2 separate regions of the Drosophila melanogaster genome follow, and region 2 is linked to region 1. Evidence: chromatin contacts called from public Hi-C data. All regions are on one chromosome and are shown on one strand. The core of a region is the stretch at or near the end of the contact, and the rest is flanking DNA. Distances in the headings are between cores, read along the strand shown.

Region 1 (3,118 bases), core at 619-3,118:
CAGAGTGAAGTGGAGCGGATACAGTTTCTGCTCGCCGTAGCCATTGGGCCACCAGGTTACGACTTTCCCCTGCGAAGTGATAACGGCACATGACAAAGATATAGACAGTGCAAAATCGTGTCGATGTAATTGGCAGGCGTTACTTACATTTGGCACGGCCTGATCGAATTCAATTACTGGCGCCAAGTGACTGATGTTTTTTATTGCGTATCTGTCTACTACTACCGGACGGTCCAATAGCTCGCTGCAACCCATAATGTCCGTAAATATGACGAGTTTTGACCGCAGCTTGTTTACTTACACAGCATATAGGACGAGTCTTCCATTGAAGTTTTGCCAGCCTCCCGCGTCCAGGAAGCAGCGAATATGCATGTTCCAGTACGAACCATTGACGCGGCTAACGTCCACATCCACCTCACGAATAACCGCCACCTCGTAGATTTCCAGCTCCACGTTTTTCCAGATTCCAGCAGAGGGAGCTGCAGGACCCCAGTCCCAGGAAAAGCTAGCCTGCATCTTCCGCAGCATGTTCATGTGGCACTCACCATGGTAGCGCTCGTTGGGGCATTCGGGAGGCACGCTCTTTTTAGCTTCTTTTAAAGCATTGGCTCTTGCCAAAGCAGCCACAACTGGAGATTGGATCTCAACTTCCAGAAAGTTTTCCGCTTGGAGCAGGGAACTCACTTCGTAAGAGTAGCGGACAAACATGTTGTCCGTGCGTCCCAGCAGTTGATGGTTCAGCCGGATTTCCGACACCGTGTCAATGCCGTGAAACGTCAGGTTGATGTGGCCGCGATTGAAGTGATGAACGTCGACTTAGTCAGTCATTATCAGAAAAGGAAAGAAGTAATACCTAAATAAATGCCTTTATATCAATTGGGGAATTAAATTAAGTGAGTTTTAAATTCCTTAAAAATGTAACAAGATGTTATTGATCAGGATCAATTTTTTCCGACGCAAAAATTTTTGATAGCACCACAAACCCGTTAAGGAAAATAGATATTTGGAAAGCTATGGTTAAAATACGTATAAAAGGATACTCTTTTTTTGGGGATTTAAATTAGACCAGAAACTTCAATAGCAGATGCCTAGTCTTTAAAACTCATATATCATAACAGTCAGGTAAACTAATATATATATATGATTGTTTTTTTTCAATCGAACTCTAAAAGCGAAGTAAAGGGAATCTTGCTAAAACTTACACTGAAAGAAATTGGAGAAGGTAAAGTTGTCGTAGGCCAAGTAACGCAGACCGACGTCGTTGTAGGAGTCCAGCACTTGGGGTGCGAAGGCACTGTATATGCCCAAGGGCAACGTTTGGTTGGCAATAGTCAGGGCTGTGGGGAAAGGAACACTTATATTAAGTAGCAAGACAGTTGCCAATGGGAAAACGCGCTCCTCCAGGGCACATTTAGTTGATGGACTTCCCTTTTCAACTTTTTCAACTTGAAATATCGTTTTAGATTATTTTGCAAAGGGCTTTTGTGCAGCTCTGAATTTATGGTACTCACAGCCATTCTGATTAGTTATCGTCCAATTGCTCAGCTCTATTACTTCCACCTTATCACATTGGCCGCTGCAAACATAAAGGCCACAAACTAATCCGACCATAACAGCGCCCGTGGTGCCATTCCTGAGTAATCCGCATCCGTACTTCATCTGGAAAGAAGTGGTCGTTTCAATTCAGAGGAGCTACTTTAAAGACGACTCCTCTGTTCGACAAAAAGCACTCTGAGCGTTCAGCAAAACGTGGAGTTCTTCCACTGACTCACGAACAACGAATGTATCGCTTTGCCCGACGATTCAGATCCGATCGTTGGAGCAGCAAGTGAGAGTACGTCTCTTTTGAAAGCAGAGAGCTAAGGAACGCATACATATCGATAATGAAAGTATTTTCAACGTAACGAACCTCTGCGCGCATCAGCTGTTACTCAGAATTTCGTGTTCAAGTGAGCCAGATCAAATATACATACGCCTTGTCGGAACTTATAAAGCGCACCTAAACACGAAATCGAGAAAAAATACTATTACCTACTAGCTATTATAGATCCTGAGATTTTGACGTTCATACGGACGGACGGATATACGAACATGGCCAGATCGACTCGGCTATTATTCCTGATCTAAAATATATATACTTTATATGGTTGGATCTGCCTGTTACATACTTTTCAACGAATCTAGTATACCCTTTAACTCTACGAGTAATATATAAATAATAAATATAAATATAATTTAATATGGTCGGAAACGCTTCTTTCTGCATGAATACAATGTATATAGGTATTATATGTATGTATGTATATGTATGTATGTATAATACATATTTTAGGGACGTAGGCGATACACCGCCCAGAACTGTCACGGCCACACTTTTGAGAAATGTTTTGATATTTTTCATATTTTTATTAGTCTTGTAAATTTTTATCTATTTGCCAAAGAATATTTTTGCAACACCCACAAACCGCTCAAAACTTCTACGCCCATACTTTTGAAAAATGTTTTGAAATTTTTCATATTTTCATTATTCTTATACACTTTTATTGATTTGCCAAAAAACTTTTTGCCACGCGCCCAAAACTGCAAAATGTTTATGTATTTAAAATTAAATTTAAATATTAATTAACTTGTGAACAAATAATATAAATATAATTTAGTCATCGAGAGACCCCTTCTTAAGAGTTTTGTTTAATTTTTGCGAAAAATATGATGGTCTTATAATCATAATGATTTTGGAAATATTAAGAAAAAAACAATGTTCGATTTTCATCAAATCAAATTTTTAATATGTATGTATATTAATGTATATATATTTTAACATGTGTTGACAGGGGTCCCTGAAAAAAAAAACAATTTCGGAAGTATGTTCTGCTTTAGGTATATTTTAAATATTGTGCAGCATTTTCAACTTAGTAAAACATGGTTTATATTAAATACTGATTAATCGTTTGAACTTTAATGTGGTCGGTTGTTAAAGTCATGCATACCGAGTCGCTTTCGATCACTAGGTGTATCGTCTTTTTTGGCTGGGTTTGAGTAAAGCCATTTGTCGAGAACTTGTGCCGCTCCTTGACATAATAAGGATGCAATAGCTCGAGGTATACAAGTAGAGCCGGAT
Region 2 (3,351 bases), core at 174-2,673, 140 kb before region 1:
AGCCACCCGTAACGCAGTTATTTTATTCTCAATTCAACAACATAAATAATCACATTTAGCTGTTCTTATTTTTGTGCGTTTGGTCACTGATCCGCTTCGCTAAGGGGCTCCACTGGTTTCTCCCATTCCCATTCCTCCCAGTTGACGCAGTTCTTGAGACTATCCATGAATCCTGTTTCGCTGGGGCACTTGATTTCAATGGCTGGTTTGTTAAGTGTCTCACACTTCCAATACGATGTGGCATCCCAATTGTTGCGGAAAACTACAATGTCTAGCTCGGCTTGGGTCTTGCAACCCGGCTGTCCGTCACCATCATAGGCGAGGGCAATGCCAAAAGAAATCACTAGTAGGGAGGTTAGAGCGAGCTGAACCTTCATCTTTCAAAAAATGTTCTATGGTCTACTGGAAGTACTCGAAGCCTTTTATAGTTACATAGTTGCAGCGGTATAGTATCCAAGTGCAGCTACTACCAGAAAATGCTTTTATAAATTGGCATTAATGTAAACACTCGAGAGAGGAAGGAAAAGATAACAGTACTTGCCCTTGACTCCAATCTGTTCAAACTAAAAAAGGTACAATGAGTCACCCAATTTTCCATTTAAAAATTCATTGTTTTTATACTATATTAAATATTTAAGAAAATAAACAAAAAATATGTCTTTTATCAAGGAAAGCATAATCAAGCCAATTCAAAACAAAATCATATAGGGAAACGACAAATATAAATATTTTCGATCTAGTTCGTAATCATAGGTTCAAGAACAAAGTTCGTATTGGACAGCCTGCCAAATTTAAAGATTCAGCAATATAAAAGTAACTAAAGCAAGAGAGAAGGCTATGGTCGAGTTCCTCGACTATCAGATACCCGTCACCCGTGGCAACATGGGTCAACTAACTTGCGCTGGGTATTTGTCTCTAGAATCTGTATGCTTAATCTCAACCTTCTAGCTTTTATAGTTCCTGAGATCTCGACTTTCATACGGACAGACGTACATGGCCAGATCGGCTATTGATCCTGGTCAAGAATATATGTACTTCATATGGTCGGGAACGCTTCCTTCTGCCTGTTTCAACGAATCTAGTATACTCTATTACTCTACGAGTAACGGGTAGAAATATAAAATTGAAACTATTTTGAGTCATCCCTCCAATTGGTAATTTTTTTATATATTAACGGAAATTTAAAGTGCGTTACAAAAGTAAAAATTCTTTTGGTGCTAGTATGCTTAACGGGGTGGACATTTCGGCGTTTTCCACACTTCTTGGGAAATCACTTTAGACAAATTTGTACCAATGTCGGTACTTAATAGTATTTAACTATAACTTACCTTTTGCCTTTGGTGTGAATAGGCTATTAAGCCAAAGAGTAAACATTCGTCGATTGTAACTCCCTTGTCATCGATGTTGGCCAATACGTGACAACATCGATAGTATCGATAACTATCAGGTTCAGGTTCGCCTGTATTGCACTATTTTGCTTCACACACGTAATTTCGGAATTTGCCAGAAAAACACCGATCTGCTATTGATCTTAGTCCAAAATTGCGTTTTTAAGTCGAAAAGACACTTTTCGGCTTTTAGATGGATGAAGACTCGGCTACGATACAGCTGGGGGATAGGCGTCTCGGTAACGCGGTCGATCATGATCTGCTTCCAGGGCCACCCGGCGTCGATGAGAAAAGCGGAAACGAGAACTGCGAGCCCAGGAGCAGTGGGTCGGGAAAGCGCGGCAAGTCGAATTCCAGGCGCCGTTCCACATCCCGTGGTCGGTCGGATTCCCGCAACACATCGCCGTCGAACACCCGGCGAAGGCATTCCCTGTCCCGCTCGCTGACTCCACCGCGTCGTCGTTACGATTCGCCCGATTATGGGCGGTACTCCCGACGGCGCTTTGATCGTGATCGGCGACGCTCCCCCGAACGCCGGCGCTCTCCGCCACGTCGCGGACGACGGTACGGACGATCCCGGTCCCGCAGCATGTCGCCCCGACGGGGAGGTCGATGGTCACCAAAAAAAAAACCGTCGTCGCCGCCAGTGCCCCCTCCGCATGGAGGACCACATCCTCAAATGACCCCTGGCTATGGAGCTATGGCCGCACATATCTACGGATCATACGTCGCTCCACCAGATGTTTACGGTCACCAATATGGAATTCCGCCTAACTCGTTTCCACCTCAGGGACCGGGGTACGGTATTCCAGGTGCCCCGCCGGACCAAAGCTCTTTTGGCTCTGGCTACGGTCCGCCTCCCACAAGCGCGTGGGACGTAAATGGTACGTTTCTAGACATTTAACGCCAAAAGCCCTTCATTTATTAAGCATATTATTTCCTGCAGTGTACGGTCAGCAGGTGTGGATTAACCAGCCTATTTCTGGGGTCCAGCCATCCGCTTCAGACTCCCTGATCCAGCCACAGAAGGCCCGCGAAACTCTCTCTGGCAAGACGATAGGCGAGGAGCAGTCGGTGCCAGCGCTCGAAGGCGCAGGTTTGACGCCTCAGGATGGTAAGTGTGGAAATGAATTACAATGTGATCACTACGAACATTCACATGCAAACCTCTCACATTGTTTTATTACTGTTGTCATGATTACTTGTACTTGTAACTTAATTGCGCGCAAATGAATCGCATACCAGAAATTACCAAAAGTCTAGGGTAAAGATCAGATTAATCAGAATCTAGAAGTACACGCGCTGCAAGAACTAACCAAGACCAACCCGAGCGATAGTCTCGAAATGTTAATTCGTTTCAAAAAGAAAATGCAGAGTTTCCGTTTTTGTGTGGCAGTCGAAACAAACAATTACGCCAACCTGGACGACCGCCGCCCCAACTGGCTCTTCATTCAACGAGGACTGGCAGAACAAGCAATCACGGCGACTGCATCCGAGTGTAATTAGCCGATGAAATGCACTCGAGAATGCATTTGTAAATGAAATTTTAACTTTTATTTATCTAGGAAGAATGTTTATTAATTAAAACCTATATATTTATCCCCCATATATATACCGTCGATCGGCAGCTGTTGCCCAAGAAGCGGAGAAGCAAAAGGACGAGCTTAAGAAACAGCGCGCTAACTATGTCAAAAAGGTATCGCTGCTCAAGAAGGAAATGAAAGTACTTAAGGACCAGCGCGAGGACCTGGCAGCAGGCGATGCCCCACCCTCGCCAACCACAAAGAATTTCATCGAAGAAAACGACCGCCTGCAGGTGAATTGGGATCCCAAAACCTTATCTGTTAGCCACTCTATGTAACCTGTTTTCATCCTGTATAGATGCAAATTAAGAAGAAACTTGACACAATTGAAAACGTTATAGATATGCTGAACGGCATAATTGGCTACGAAGAAGTTGAAG

The links. Hi-C and Micro-C count contacts between places; a contact is called where the count stands out from the background.
Region 2: a contact with region 1 is called in a Hi-C map of the OSC cell line, with 3 times the contacts expected there. A contact is called at or near these places in 6 of 107 Hi-C or Micro-C datasets (the Kc167 cell line, the ML-DmBG3-c2 cell line, the OSC cell line and 2 more).

The regions. Positions count from the first base shown.
Region 1 is chr3R:4,195,956-4,199,073 of dm6, reverse strand. It overlaps beta-Man (beta-Mannosidase), which reads right to left and starts at 1,868. Exons shown (of 9, transcript NM_141179.4): 1 at 1,512-1,868; 2 at 1,203-1,337; 3 at 302-815; 4 at 148-244; 5 at 1-69. The coding sequence starts at 1,659. It also overlaps the pseudogene CR33294.
Region 2 is chr3R:4,332,143-4,335,493 of dm6, reverse strand. CG9776 reads left to right here and starts at 1,423. Exons shown (of 7, transcript NM_141198.4): 1 at 1,423-2,272; 2 at 2,335-2,502; 3 at 3,017-3,204; 4 at 3,270-3,351. The coding sequence starts at 1,582. It overlaps Skp2 (S-phase kinase-associated protein 2), which reads left to right. Exons shown (of 5, transcript NM_164340.4): 5 at 1-615. It overlaps CG14645, which reads right to left and starts at 396. Exons shown (of 1, transcript NM_144068.3): 1 at 1-396. The coding sequence starts at 377. The coding sequence ends at 84.